Regions from separate parts of the Hordeum vulgare genome. Here region 2 is linked to region 1. Evidence: chromatin contacts called from public Hi-C data. All regions are on one chromosome and are shown on one strand. Each heading gives the region's core, a stretch centred on a gene start, on an enhancer-like site or on the middle of the called end of the contact. The rest is flanking DNA. Distances are from core to core; before and after follow the strand shown.

Region 1 (4,402 bases), core at 827-3,326:
CAAGTGTCAGTCACCCGGATGAGCAGAGCAGACTGACCCCTGGATCCTCCGCGCAATTAGCATTTTTTTCTCGGAGAAACAACATGAATCAAAGTAGTACTAGGAGGAGTAGCAGCAATTTTTCACAACTTTTTTCACCGTCTGAAATAATTGTCTCTCTCTAAAGCTAAGCTTTATGTCATCAACAGCAAAGAACACGGAGAGAACGGGAACATCAATGACAAATATCAGCAACACAAGAACAGAACACAAGGCAGCAACCTGGCCAAGAGATAGATAGAAAATATGGATGGATTTGATGGATGGTGGACTGCTAATTCCCAAGAATTCTTGGCCTCTATGATATGATGATGTGTTGAATCCTGCTGGGATTCCATGCCGATCTTTGGGAAGTAGCGCGCGGCGGCGGCAGAGGGGAAAACGAATTTTATATACCCGAGGAGGACGGACGGATGCCGGTCACCGTCGATGTCGACGCTCAGTGGTCGCCGGAAGTCGGGAACAGCGTCAGCTCCCGGCGCCCGCCGGCGCCGGCGCCGCCACGGGATCCTAGCTCCAGCTCGTCGGCGAAAGACGACGGCGCCATCATCCCCATCGCGGCCCCGCCGCCGACCATGCGGTGGTGCATCCCGGGCGGGCCGACCGGCGCGCCGCTGGCGACGGCGCGGCTGAGGAAGCCATGGTCGAAGCCGGCGCCTGGGCCGGCGCCGTAGTGGCCGAGCGGGCGCGCGGCGGGATGGTGGAAGTGTCCGATCTGCTGCGGGTGGTGGTGGTGGTGGTGCGCGGCGGGCATGGCGGCGTAGGGGGTGTAGGGGTCGGCGCCAGGCGGGCCGCGGCCGGGCGGGAGGAACGGGGATGGCCCGGTGGCGAAGAGGTGCTCGGTGGCGGCGTCGGTCCCGGAGCCAGATGAGTGGCTGCCTCCCCCGCCGCCGCCGCCGTTGCCGAGGCCCTGCATGCGCTTGAGGTAGAGGCGGTACTTCTGGAGGTGGGACGCGACGTTCTCGCGCGTGAGGCCGTCCACGCTCATGAGCTGCATTATGGTCTTTGGCACGGCGTTCTTGATGCCGAGGTGCGCCACGGCGTCGACGAAGCGCTTGTGCAGCTGCGGCGTCCACACGAGGCGCGGGCGCTTGAGGGTCCTGGCCGGCTCCTCGCCGTTGCCGCCCCCGTTGCCGCCGCTGGAGCCAGCGGCCGACGAGGCCCCGCCGTTCATCTCCGCGGCGCCGGCGGCGTCGGCGCCGCTGAGCGGGCCGCCCCCGTGCGTGTGCGTGGGGATGTCGAAGGCGGCGGCGAGATCGCGGGTGATGAGCGACTGCGAGAGCGGCATGAGCTCGTCGGGCGCCGGCAGGTCCTCGTCGAAGCGCGCGAACCAGCTGGGCTCCTCCTCCTCCCTCATCGTCCCAGCTAGCCCCCCCGGAGCAGAGCAATTCGACTCCTTGGAGCCCGCAGCCCGGAGCAGGCCGCTTCCGCTCGCAGCAAGAAGAGAGCACGGAAGAAGTCGGAGAGGAGAGGAGAGGAGAGGAGAGCGGGGGGAGGGAGGAGATGATGGGGAAGGAGGAGGGAGGGGGTTACTTCGAGGTGGATCTCTCTTCTTCTAAGCTTTCGTCTCTCTCTCTCTCCTCTCACTCGTTTGGGTCTTTCTTTCTGCCCGCTGCTGCGGCTGCTGCTGTGATATCCCCCTCTTTTTCTCTCTCCCTCTATCTATCAACAATCTGCTCACACCTTTTCCACCCCTTCTCTCTCCCTCTCTCTCTCTAGGATGGAACTAGGCAGCAGGCTGATGAGTGATGAGGAGAGTATCTGATGAGTTGGGGAGGGGGAGTGGTGCGGTGCAGTTTAACTAGTGGGTCTGGCTGGCTTTAAAGCTATTTTTGTGTTATCCTTGGTTGCTTTCTTTGTTTGTTCGCGTGTTGCTCCTGCCTTCTCACTCTATTCAGTCACTGTGATTCTCGCCCTTTCCCACTCTCCTCCCAGATAAATACTCCTACTAATAAAGAGAGAAAAAAAGAAAAAGGATTAGTCGAGCGATTTCGTTTTTCCAGGTTTTCGGGGCACATATCCACACATGCATTGCACAGGGTGACAAAACAAAAACAAAAACACTGGAAAAGGACGAGACGACGAGGAGATATCTTCTTAGCTGGAGTTTGGTTTGTCCTCATGTGGACATGTCGCTCGCCTCGCCGGATCACATCGAACCGAACCCAACCGAACCGTGGGGAGTGGTGGGGAGGGGGAATCTCGTGTGGCTCCTGTGCCCTCGAGGTCGCGTCCCGCGTTGCCTGGCTGCTGTGCTGTGCTGTGCGGTGCTGTGCCTGTGTGTGCGTGCTGCTGGATGGACGGAGGGAGGACGGATCGATCGTCTGGACTCACTGGATCTATCTACGCAAGGTTGGGAGGGAGGGCTGGATCTCGTTCGTACGTACTCCCACCTAGCCGCTGCCGCAGGTACCGCCGTTTAGTAGCATCTAGGAACGTAGCACAAGTAGGATTTGGTTGGGTGAATCGTAACAGCTCAAAGTTACTCCCTCCATAAGCTAACACTGATTCTAATGGATAGTATCATATATTAGTATCATGTATATGATACTTCTTTTGTTTTTTTAGTCTGCATGTAATATTTGGTTAAAGTTAAGTGATATAAAGTTTGATCAAATATATATCAAAAGATATCAACATCTATAATACGAAACCTATATGCTATGAAAATTAATATCATGATGCATCTACTAATATTGATTTCATATTATAAATGTTGATATTTTGTTCAATAAATTTAGTCAAAGTTTACGAAGTTTGACTTTGACCAAATCTTATATGCGGACTAAAAAAACGGAGAGAGTACTAGTGTATGATACAACATCCGTAATGCATAGTATCATATGTTAGTATCATAGGATAGTTTATTTATTGTCATGCAAGACATATAGTAGTAGCACATCATTTAATATGATACGGTATCATGATATGAGACTCAACCCTCTCTTTCTTCATTTAATTATATGACACCTCATCGGAATTGCCTAGTTGGCATGCATGATACTAGCTATGATACTCCCATTACGGGCAGCCTAAAAGCAACTCTAGCCCTTAGGTCCCCCGAAATAGCGTCGTCTGAAGGCGCGTCGGTGAAAAAATCGGCATGAGGAAGGGGGCTCTGGTTCCCAGTCGGACCCTTAAGGTCGCCCCCAGCCGTTAATTTTAGCCCACTTTTGACGCAAAATTGTATGAATTTCGGTTCATATTCGACGTGCTTCGGCATAAATTCAACCGATACTATTTTTTATTACATAGTCCATCACAAAAATCAATAGAAATCAATAAAAATTAAAATAGTTCAATAAATAAAACTCATAATTTATCACCCATCAAGTTAGGCATTGCCCTTGAGCCTTCATAGATGCTCCACCAAATCGTGTTACAGTTGTTGGTGCACGTGTGGGTTTCAGATCTCTTGACGCATGTTAAGTAAGCCAGTCCAGATTGCCGGTAGCTAGTGATCAACTTGGGCAAGAGGACCCTGCTTGTAATATGGTTCGGTGTCAAACAGTGGCTCTTCCTGCTCACTCTCAATGATCATGTTGTGCAAGATGACACAACAAGCCATGACTTTTCACATTTGATCTTTCGACCAGGTCTGAGCGGGGTACCGAACAACAGCAAATCGAGATTGGAGCACACCAAATGCTTGCTCGACATCCTTCCTGCAAGCTTCTTGACACTTGGCAAAGTAGGAGTTCTTGCCTCCTCATGCAGGGTTTGAGATAGTCTTCGCAAATGTGGACCATCTCAGATAGATGCCATCTGCTAGGTAGTATCCCTTGTTGTAGTGATGTTCATTGACCTCATAGTTAACCGAAAGAGCATGACCTTCAATAAGCTTGACAAAGACATTCGAGCACTACAGTATGATGATGTCATTATGAGTTCCTAGCATACCAAAAAAGGAGTGTCAAATCCAGAGGTCATGTGTGGTCACTGCCTCAAGTACCACACTTCAACCTCCTTTGGCGCCTTTGTACTTCCTCTGCCAAGCAAATGGTCAGTTTTCCATTTCCAATGCATGCAGTCGATTCTTCCAAGCATCCAGTAAATCCTCTTGTTGCATTCTGTGCTAGGATCCAAACAATGTCTTCAGCATTGGGTGATCGCAAGTATTGAGGTCCAAACACCGCCACCACTGCCCTGTAGAACTTGTACAAACACTCAATGATGATGGACTCGACCATGCGTCCATAGTTTTTCAGTATATCGCTAGGAGCTCCATATGCAAGCATCCTCGTAATTGTCGTACACTTATAGAGTGAGGTGAATTCAAGTGTGCTGGGGCAATCCTTCTGGCACTTGAAGTAGCTGTCGAACTCCCTGATGGAATTCACAATCCTAAGGAAGAGCTTCTGGC
Region 2 (4,402 bases), core at 661-3,160, 270 kb before region 1:
ACCACCACTCAGCCCTCTAGGCGACGCCTTCAGGAAGGTCACGACGTCAAGGACGCCGCCGCCGCCCACCGGAGTTAGGGTTTTCACCCGAGAGGCAAGGTAGGGGAGCAGAGGAGTAGATGTATACCGACGTCTCCAAAAAGAATAACGTCGCCCTTGAGCGTCGTCGTCGGTGCGGCCGGCCTGGGCCAACCCAGGGGTTTCCCCCAATCCGAATCTCCTCCACCGGCTTCACCCGCAGGTAGGGCCCCGGCAACCACGCCGACACCGCCAAGAATCCGCAGGAGAGAGGCCCACATCAGGGCCTGAGGATAGCGGCCAGATCTGGCGCCGCCGGCCGCCATAGCAGCCGCATGACGGCTGACCAGACAGCGACCGACGAAGGGGAGCAGCACACCTCCACAACGACGCTTCCAAGAAAGATAGCGGCACCCGCGAGCGTCGCCGTCGCGGCTCTGATGAGGACCAGAGCAAGGATTTCTCCCGGAGCTGCACTAAACATCCACCGCCACCGACCGCTGAGCATGGCCGCCATGCACCACCACGACCCCCAGGCAGGGTCACGGGTCACCGCACCGCGCGCCCTGGCCACCGCAGTCGCGCCTAACCGACGCTCCCTACCACCGTAGCCGCGCCCGGCCGCCGCTCCCTACCACCATGGTCGCGCGCCCCGCACAAGATCCGGCCATGGCAGCCCTGGATCCGCCCTCAGGCGCCACCGGTGGGCGAGATCTCGCCGGATCCCGCAGCCGCCGACGCGGGGCGCCGCCGCCAGAGCCCGAGGGCCGACGCGAGGGGCCCGCCGCCGCCATCCCCGGGGCGCGCGCGGCTTCGCCGGCGTTCCCTCCGGCAGCGGCGAAGCGGAGAGGGGGGCCGGTGGTGACGCGGGAGGGTTGGCCGGTGACGACGCGGGGAGGGGCGGGTGGCGGCGCGAGACGACGCCCCTGAGTTGGTTTCTAGGTCGCCCCTGACGCAGGATCACGGAACACTTCTGTTTATGAAAAAAATATATGTTTAAACCGTTTGACAGACCGCACACCCGGGGTTGGATGACAGAACATCGAATAAGGCGGCCAAATGTATGCGTGCTGTTTGGCGATTGAAGATGTCCTAATTCTCCTTTTCTTTTTGCGTGATGCCTTAACTTGACATGACGACTTTCATCATTTTCAATCCTCAATTACTAGAGAAAAGGCCCCATTCTACTCCCCCTTCCCGACCCGTAAGCTTTACACCATCAAGTTGCGATTTTGGAGATTCGCATGGATGTCCGGATCGCGTCATTACCAAAACGAGGCACATCCGACGCAACTTGGTTAATCAAGTACTACTAGTATGAATTGTTCGGCCTTCTTTTAACATCATTTCAGTAGCCGCATGCTTCCTCGGAGGTTCTTGCCCTTTTTGGCCGCACATGGAGCTCTACAAATAAAGATCGCCACGAATGACAGCCTCTCACCGTGTTCAATCGCGACAGGGCAGGGCTCGATTCAGCAACTCTTACACTCTCGGCAACCTTTCTTTTACGGCTCAGAAAGTAGCTTATCTGGCGCTAGGTTTGCAGGTGTTCCAAAACTCTCCAACCTGACTGCAGCACGCCTCAACCCGATGAAATTCTTTGTGGCGTGAAGAGCAATATTAACTGAGGCAGAACGGCACCGGATCATGGATTGATGATAAAAAAGAAAGACCATCCGCGTGAAAAAGGCATCAGATGCGGAGGTGATGAGTCCATCTCCATCCATCGCCGAGATGCCCCGGCAGCTTTCGCCGTCGGCCGTCGGATGGAGATTCCTCCACCACTCGTGGGGCGATAAAAGAAAAAGGCGTAGCTTTTGGCAGCACATTCCCCTGCGGCGGATCAGCGGAGTCGCGTGGCGTTGCCGTGAGATGGGCAGAGGCGGAGCAGGGTGGGGGGAGGGGAGGTGGTTGGGATACGCGCACCTGCGCAGCGCAATAGTTGCAATCTGCTGCTGCGCATTAGATCCTAGCTTTTGTCCTTCCTTGCTGGTTCCTGCTGCGGCCCGGCCCTTTTGCCTCCAGAACTAGCAATCTGGCCTTTCTGCACAGCACATGAGGCAAAGCTTGCAAGAAAAGGAGCAAAAGTAGATTGGGTGGATAAAAATAAGCAAAGTACCAAGTGGCCTTTTGCGACCCCAGTCGTTACAGGGCCAATAATGCAGTCTCTGCTCTCTCGGCTTGCTAGTATGCTCAGTCGTGCACATGAGCAACAACGGAAACTGTCTTGATATGCTCTCTGTTTAGCATTTTCTTTAACTGTTTTATAGCAACTAGTTTAGCTGGGGCTCACGTGGACACAGAACACATGTAGGAATTAGTTAGTCATGACCATCACTTCCTACATAATAAATTGCTTTCTCCTCAATTTACTTTCCTTTCTCAGTGAGAGTATCATTTCCAAAAAACATTTTTTGGGTTCAAAATAGTTGTTCTTTAGAGTGTTTGTCAAACTTTTTTATATATGACTATCAACTATAAAAAGGTTCCCTGCAACCGCCTTGTCTCACCCGAGGCGACACGGGCGGAGACCTAGCCCGCGCCGCCGGGCCGGCCTCCCGCCCCACGCCCTTCCCTCACCATCATCGGAGGAGGCCGTCGTGCTAAGCCCGGGTTACGAACGACGGCGGCAGGGTCGTCTTCCTCCGTCTGGCCGTGGGAGCTTGGGGTGGGGAGGCTCGATCCACTCCATGGCGCGACGGATCCAGCCGGCCGCGGTCTCTTCCCGGCAGCTTCTCCGGCGTGGCGGCCGCGGTCTCTTCCCGGTGGCTCCTCTGGTGCGGCGACGGAGGGCGCTTTCCATGAGTTCTTTGACGCGGCGGCTCTGAGCAGCGGCTTTAGCGGGTGGCAGCTCCGACAGCTTCGTCGACGGGCTCTGGTCCTCTGGCCAGTAGCTCTTCTCCGACGAGTGGGGGCGGGTGCGCCCCCTCCCTGCTCTGTGGGTACGTGCTCACGAGGGCCGGCTGTGCGGTGAACTTGGTGGTTCCGGTGGCGCCGCGGTGGTGGATTTTTAGATCTGGCCGGATCTGGCTCATCGGTATCCGGCCGACGGGGAGGTGTGCGCCTCGGTGGCTCTCCAGTGTTCCTCGCGCGGGTGGCTCTGCGAGAGGTGAGTGGGCCAGTGGCGGTGTTGTGCGTGGGGGTGCTCGTGGTGTTGGATTGCTCCGAGCGAAAGTTTGCCCGGTCTCGGGCCGACGGTGTCGGCGTGTGTGGACGTCGAATAACCTTCTTGGAGGCGTCGTCGTGGAGCTCCGTATCCTCCACGCCCTCGGATTTGCTCTTCAGGTGAAAGCCTAAGGCCCGTCAGGGTCGGGCGATGGCGTCGACATCGTCGCTTCCCTCTTTTGGGCGTCGCCTTAAAGAGCTCCGGACCCCGTCTGCACGTTTCATGTGGTGGACACTTGCGGCGTTGCGGTCGGAAGGTGCCCGTCCGACGATGTGTTTGTTCTGCGCGGCTTCTTGTGTGGCAACGATGCTGGCTTCAGGCGGAGCTGGCTTGCTGATGGTTCTTGGTAGTCGGTTTCTTCCGGCGTGTTCGAGGGGTCGCGGTGCCTCGCTTTGTCTTCTTGAAGTCCGAACTGCTGAGGAGGGGCCCTTGCGATGACGATGACATGAGACGGGTGGTCGTCTCTGGCGCTGGCTTGGCGCAAGTCCAACGCTCTTCCCCGACAATGCTCGTCGACAGAGTCTGAGCTCCATGGTCGTCGACGCGTGTGGCTGACTGTTTCGCGTTGGCCGGTGCAGGCCTTGACGCTGGTCCACGGTGAGGGCTTCTTTGGTGTCCGTCGATGGTGGAGTCGGAGTCGCCCTCGCAGAGGCGCGATGACAATGACGTCGGGTTGCAGCCTCGACGACGTTTTTCTCTTCAGCGGCGTGTGTGCGTTCCTATGTGGGTTGCCACGTTGCCCCGTGTGCCTTGTTTTCACGGGCATGTTGTAGCGGTTTTCGTCCGGTTTTCCATTAATTAATCGAATAATTCTCTTCGACCCTTTTTAATGAATCAGAACCTAAGGGACCGCGTTTCAAAAAAATAATACAAAAAGGCTATCAACATGGAAGCGTCTAGAACTCATCTAGCTGAGTTATAGTATAGTATCATTCACATAATATAAGCTCATGTCATGTGTTAGTTGTCCAAGCCCCATTTCTATTGTCCCTGCCCGTTCTTTGTTTTCCGGATGAACTAGCATGGCCGAGTGGTATCGTGTATTGGGTTATCAAATTGTTTTGATTCCCGTACAACTTGCTTGGGTTTTCCAGCCTGGTCCCAAGTCATTGGGTGTTAAAAAATAGCTGGCCCAACGCAATGCTGTATCACGTGGGTCATAAAAAATAGCCAAAATTTTCACATTTTTCGCTAAAATAAATAATAAATAATAGCCAA

The links. A called contact is a pair of places that touch in the nucleus more often than the background predicts.
Region 2: a Hi-C map of leaf shows a contact between it and region 1, with 6 times the contacts expected there. The contact joins the enhancer-like site here to the promoter of LOC123442999 in region 1. A contact is called at or near these places in 2 of 6 Hi-C or Micro-C datasets (both in leaf) and 1 of 1 datasets of contacts at active chromatin or transcription factors (embryo).

The regions. Positions count from the first base shown.
Region 1 is chr1H:433,864,142-433,868,543 of MorexV3_pseudomolecules_assembly, reverse strand. LOC123442999 (transcription factor MYBC1-like) reads right to left here and starts at 2,076. Exons shown (of 1, transcript XM_045119211.1): 1 at 85-2,076. The coding sequence starts at 1,396. The coding sequence ends at 479.
Region 2 is chr1H:434,129,374-434,133,775 of MorexV3_pseudomolecules_assembly, reverse strand. No RefSeq gene overlaps it. Among protein-coding and RNA genes, the nearest start is that of LOC123442999, 270 kb to the right of the region's middle. Within about 2 kb of position 1,910, at least 3 of the 3 cell types and tissues checked have open chromatin away from gene starts, as enhancers often do. A contact at or near this core is called in leaf, where this site is marked.